2 separate regions of the Rattus norvegicus genome follow, and region 2 is linked to region 1. A link is a contact called in public Hi-C data. All regions are on one chromosome and are shown on one strand. Each heading gives the region's core, a stretch centred on a gene start, on an enhancer-like site or on the middle of the called end of the contact. The rest is flanking DNA. Distances are from core to core; before and after follow the strand shown.

What was found. A called contact is a pair of places that touch in the nucleus more often than the background predicts.
Region 2: a contact with region 1 is called in a Hi-C map of hepatocytes, with 2.6 times the contacts expected there. The contact joins the promoter of Zfp867 here to the promoter of Wnt9a in region 1. A contact is called at or near these places in 11 of 12 Hi-C or Micro-C datasets (the A7r5 cell line, the Rat2 cell line, Schwann cells and 7 more) and 1 of 1 datasets of contacts at active chromatin or transcription factors (oligodendrocytes).

What each region holds. Positions count from the first base shown.
Region 1 is chr10:44,592,309-44,595,093 of GRCr8, forward strand. Wnt9a (Wnt family member 9A) reads left to right here and starts at 1,383. Exons shown (of 4, transcript NM_001105783.2): 1 at 1,383-1,564. The coding sequence starts at 1,470.
Region 2 is chr10:44,753,433-44,756,309 of GRCr8, forward strand. It overlaps Zfp867 (zinc finger protein 867), which reads right to left and starts at 1,332. Exons shown (of 4, transcript NM_001109677.2): 1 at 1,220-1,332. The coding sequence starts at 1,222.

The sequences.
Region 1 (2,785 bases), core at 133-2,632:
ACCCCTCACCCAGCCACACACCCACCACATATGGAAGCTTTTCAGTCAGGACAGAGTATATTCACTTGGGTGGTCCACACCCACAGGAGTAACCTGCTTGGCTCTGACCAGTGCGGAGGCTGATGTGATTTTTTTTGCGCTCATTTCCTCCTCTGCTTTCCTTTGGAGCAGTGACAGGTGGCTGAGCAGTTGCTGTGCACAGCTAGACAACCCAGCCTCCCAGAGGAGCTCAAACCTCTCAGACTTGGAGGTCTCCGATCCAGAATCAGCCCTTCTAAGTTCAGAAGGTGCTGGCTGGTAAAGAGGTTTGCCTTCCAGGGCATGGAGTTTGCCCCTGCAAGCCCAGGTCAGGGAGGCACACTAGTGTTAGCCGACCCTGAGTTTCGTTAGCTTGCCTCTGGTGTGTGTGCTGTCACTGTCTTGCACATAAGTGCGTCTCCAGCACCGAAGGTTGACACGTGGTGGGCATGTGTCGGGACCCAATCACTCAGTCCTATTCTCCAGCACTTTGAATCGTCCCTGAATAAGCCGCCCCTCCCCCAATGTCAGGAGACTTGTAAACAGTCTCTTGGGTGTCCTGGGCACTTGTGTTTCTCTGCGTCTTAGTCCAGGTTTGACTTACAGACAATTCAGTCCATGATGATAAGTCACCGCTCTGGGCTTTCACACAGGCCAGTCACCATCCTGGCCAGCGGTCTCCTTCATCTTCCATCCTGTTTGGGGGATGAGGTGTGTCAGTGATATCTGCAGCTAATAGTCAAAAGGCCTCTGAGGACCATATCGTCCCATTGTTAGGTCTAAGTTGGCCACAGCACCGGCTCTGCAGGAATGCATTTTTGGTCTCCCTTCGAGAGGTCGTCTTTCCATTCCTCCAGCCACAGTACCCCAGCTTTAAGCAGTGGCTCCCTCTTGGCAACATTCTCCAGCGAGTGGATTCACGTCCACCCGTCTCTGAAATCTGTGGCTAACGTCACCCCCAAACCACCCAGTCACTACCCCTCAAGCACAGTCGTCAAAGTTTCTAGGCTTTCGAATGTCTTTCCCAGCGGCCAACACCCGGTCCCCAACTGTCAGGAGACACCCCGGAGCTTGCACTTGTGTCCTGGCTGCAGACACCTAGCCCTGGGGTCTAATCTTACTCGTGGTCTCCCGGTCCCGCCCCACCGCTCCTTCTGGCTCCGTTATTCGACCGGGGTTCCCACCGCGCCACGTGCCCAGCCCTCCCCACGGCGCGCCCCAGGCCCGCCCCGCGAGCCGAGCAGCTCCGCCGCAGCGGCGGGCGCGCAGCTCGGGTTTCGGCCCGCCCCCGGCGCCGGCGTGACCCCTCCTCCGGGGCGCGGGCGGGCCGGGCCCAGCTGGCCGGCGCCCCGCCCCGCGGCCGCGGCTGCGGACGCTATAAGAGGGCGGCGGTCGCGGCGCGCCCTGCGCGGAGCCCGGAGCGCGATGGTCAGCCGCCGCGGCGCGGCAAGATGCTGGATGGGTCCCTTCTGGCGCGCTGGCTGGCCGCGGCCTTCGGGCTGACGCTGCTGCTCGCCGCGCTGCGCCCTTCGGCCGCCTACTTCGGGTAGGTGCCCGCGGCGGGCGGCCGCGCGAGGGCGGGCGAGGGCGGCGGGGCCGGACGGGGGCATCGAGCCCGGGACAGCACTCGCCAGGTGCTCGGCGGGGTACACGGGTGGCTTGGAGTTGTTAGTTGGCAGCGAGCGCGCCTCTCGGTCCGCAGGTCGTTGCCCGCCGTGCGCCCTAGAGGTAGAGGGGTCGGTGTCCCCGACGGGCTTGCTGGGGGCCGCGGTCCACCGTGACTCCCGAGTCGCCGCCGCCGCCTTAGGCCGCGGTGTTCCTGCCAAAAGGCTGGAGCCTCCCTGGCCCCTGCCCACTACCCCCCTTCTCTCCTGGAAAAGTTAATTTAACAACAACAAAAAAACACGTACAAAATCCAGATGTTCCTTGCACTGAGCCCCAAAGGGGAGAAAAAAACCCTCCAAGCTGGAGAAATTTATTTTTCTTGTGCTTTCTTCTGGCGCTCGCCCGAGCCTGGCCCCGACCTCAGCCCTCGGGAACACGTCTGGGAGACCTGACCCAGGGGGTAAACGCCGCCACTGTCCCGCGGGGTCGCCGCCCGCACTCGACTGTCTATGCGTTAGCAGTTTTGCCGCGTCGTTGGGCGCGTCTCTTCGCCTTTAGTTCCTTTCGTCCCTCCCTCTCTACTAGCTTTCCCAGGTCTGGGATGCCTGAACCCAGCGATCTTTAGAGGGACACCCATTGCACTTTGAGTTCGCCAAGGTCCCGGGTGGCATCATGCATGGCAGCGCCCCAGCTTTGTCTGCCCTCCCTGCTTATCACCCTCTCATTCCCCCTCTGGGAGCCCTGGTTAGCCCCTCGGGTCGCAACCCTGGTCCTGGGTGCCCTGGACTGCGCCTTGGGCCGCCGCCCTTCGCCGGTCACCTGTTCCCTCGCCCCTGGCTGCAGTGCCGGCTCGCGGCGGTGTGGCCGGCAGAGGGCCCCGTTGGTCTAGGAATCTGGCACCGGCCAGGGCAGGGAGAGGCGGCTGGGCCGAGGAGCCCTGCAGGTGTATCCTGTTCTCAAAGAAAATAAAATATTTTCATGGGAAAATTTCCCTTTGTGTTTTTCTTTCTCCTCCTTTCTCCTCTGTCTGTCCATTTCTTCTGGGTTGTCTTCAGGGTCAGTTCATGTCTCGGTTCCCAGGGTCTCCTCCACCCTGGCTCCCCTGGTCCAACCCCTGGGCCTTGGCCTGGCAAGCCCCTGCACGCCATCTGTGCAGCCCTAA
Region 2 (2,877 bases), core at 82-2,581, 160 kb after region 1:
TGTCTAAGTGGTGATTAAAGGTCAACCTTATGCTAGAACATATGGCAGCTATAAGAAACTTGTCAGCATCTGGCAGTCCTGAAACCTGGGACCATTACTGACAGGAAATGGAAAAATATTGTCTGTTTCTATTTATTTAGCAAGGAAAATAAACAGTAATGATTGTCACTTTTTAAACCTTACTCTAGTTGGCATTTGAGAATACTGGGAGTGAAACTGCTTTGGAAGGGCTGCAGAGATGGCTGGGTGGTTAAGTGCATTTGCTGTTCTTGCAGAAAACTGGATGGAGTTCAGTTTCTCGTAGCCGCTTTGGAGCAGCTCATAACCACCTATATACCTTTAGCTCCAGGGAATCTGACGCTCTTCTGACTTCCTCAGACACCCACACATGTGTGTGTATCCACATACATCCACAAATGAAGGCGGGATGAAAACCCGGCATGTCGGCCTTCACTCCGCTGACCTCCTTTATTTTGGTTCAACCTAAGCATGTAATGACTCAAGTGGTGTCTGTCTAACCCACTTCATCTTTCAAAGCTGAGGTCATAGGGATAAGTTATGGTCCTTAACCTGCACTCACCCAGGATTCACAGAAGCAGAAGCTATCTCCAGAGAACCACCTAGTCCGCTCCAGGTCTTAAAAGAGCGGAGACAATGATGGGCGGGGCCACACTTTGCATGAGGCTGCTGCTATTAAAGCTTGTTTCTGGTCTGGCCTTCCCCTAAACCTAAAAGCTCCTGTCCAAAGGCCAATTGGGGTAAGAGTGTCACTAGACCCTTCATCTGTCACTCTTGCACTGTGCTCACACTGACGAAATCTCCACTCTCGGGTTTTCCCTACTAAACAACCATCTGTCTAACTCGGTGTCCTGAGACTAGCTGGGGGTCGGCCCTAAAGACTGGAATTTGAGGGATTCACTGTGAACACTTGGAGCAGTAAATTGAGAACCCACTTTCCAAGCCTCAGGAAAGCTTAGCCATGGCGGGCGGGAACCCACAACCAGAAGCCAGCGCTCCAAATCTTAAGGTGGGTCGGCCATGACGCCCCAAGACCTGAGATGGGTCGGACAGGCCGCCGCGGGGACAGATGGGAAGCGAGGGGACCCAGACCACGCAGGACCCGGGACAGCACCGGGATCCGGCCGCAGACTCAAGCTACGGAGGCCTTCCCTGCGGCTGGTCCTGATTGGATGGAGCCAGCGTCGGCCGGAACGCTCACCATTTCCGAATTTCTGCCGTCCCGCGTCGTCTGCACCGCATAGGGACACTAGCTACAGCGGAGCCACCTTACACAACTGTGAGCTGGAGAGACAGAACCTGAAGAAACAGAACCTGAACAAGAACTAAACAGTGAAAAGAACCAAACACCGCGAGAGTAAAGCAACCTGCCCCGCCCCCGCTCCAGCTGCGTCCTGATTGGACAATTCCACTCTGATAGACAGGGGTTTGGACACGCCCCCAATCCCTGAGGGACTTAGGATGTAATCCAACACCCGACTGCGAGACAGAGACAAGATTTCTCTGCATTCTAGCAATGGCCCTGCCATTATACTTGGTGTACAGAAGACATATCCATGGGGTAATAGCGTAGATATATACATACTATTCACAACTGGAAATTTCTAACATGACAATTATTGTAAATTTTTATTGTGAATACATTGAGACGGTCTTGGGTAGCTTGCCTCAAATATAGTTTGGGCCAGCCTTGAACCCTTGATCTGCTTGCCTCCATTTTTTGAGTTCTGGGAGGACACGGGTGCCGTTATGCAGGTTATAAAGCACTAGGGATCCTGCTAATGACTTCCTGCATTCTAGACAAGGACTCTGCTAACCGAGCCACAGCCCTTATTTTAAACATTTAGATGTCAAATTCTTCCTAGCTTGAGAAGTGTGATGGGTATTTTTGGTTGTCACCTTGGCTACATCTGGAATTAACTAAAACCCAGGCGGCTGGGAATGCCTGTGAGGAATTTTTCTTGACGCCATCATTTGGGGTCAGAAGACCTACCCTAATCCTGAACCGCACCTTGATGACAGGTATATAATGGAACATGGAAGAAGGAAGCTTTTGCTTTTTACCTGTTTGCCTTCTCTCTCACTGGCAAGTCTCTCTATCCTGCTACCAAAGCATTCCTTGGCTGATATTAGAACCTACTTCTTTAGGATTCCAATGTACACTGATGACCAACCGAGACATTCAGCCTCATGGGTTGCATAACTATACGATCCCTGGGCTCTCTGTTGGGGGACAGCTAGTATGGAACTAGCTGAACCACAGCCTGTAAAGCACTCTCCTAAATTATATATGCTATCAGCTCTGTTCATCTAGAGAGCCCTGGCTAACACAAGGGGGCAGCCTGGGCTTTAAAAGGGAAGGCCACCCTCTAAGATAGTAATGGCTAACAGAAGTTAATGAAGGATCACACCTATAATTTTAAATTTTCTGGAAACCACATTTAAAAAGTTAAAAGGAGCAGGTACAGTTTGTGAGTGTGGTGGCAGAGGGGCTCGGCAACTGGTCTCCAGCAGTCTTCGACAAACCAAAGAACCCAAAGCCTTGTTGCAAGGAGGGCTGAAGAAATTCTTCTGTCTGAAGTCACCATTCATGACTTGACGATAAGTGTTCCAAGTCAAGAAACATGGTCCAAGTCCTGCAGCTGCCCAGAGGCTGGAGAACAGTTTTCATTTCTTCGGACAGGGTGTCCTGTAAGCCTCACCAGGCATTCTATAACCAGCATGGTCCTCCTGTTCTTACCCTCCAGTGCTGAGGTTAGAGGCTGGAGTCACCTTGCCCAAACAGGCAGGAGGACCTCAGACAAGTCCCCGCACCTTAGAAGCTGTAAAAAATTACACTTCTCCCAGAGTTGCTGGATT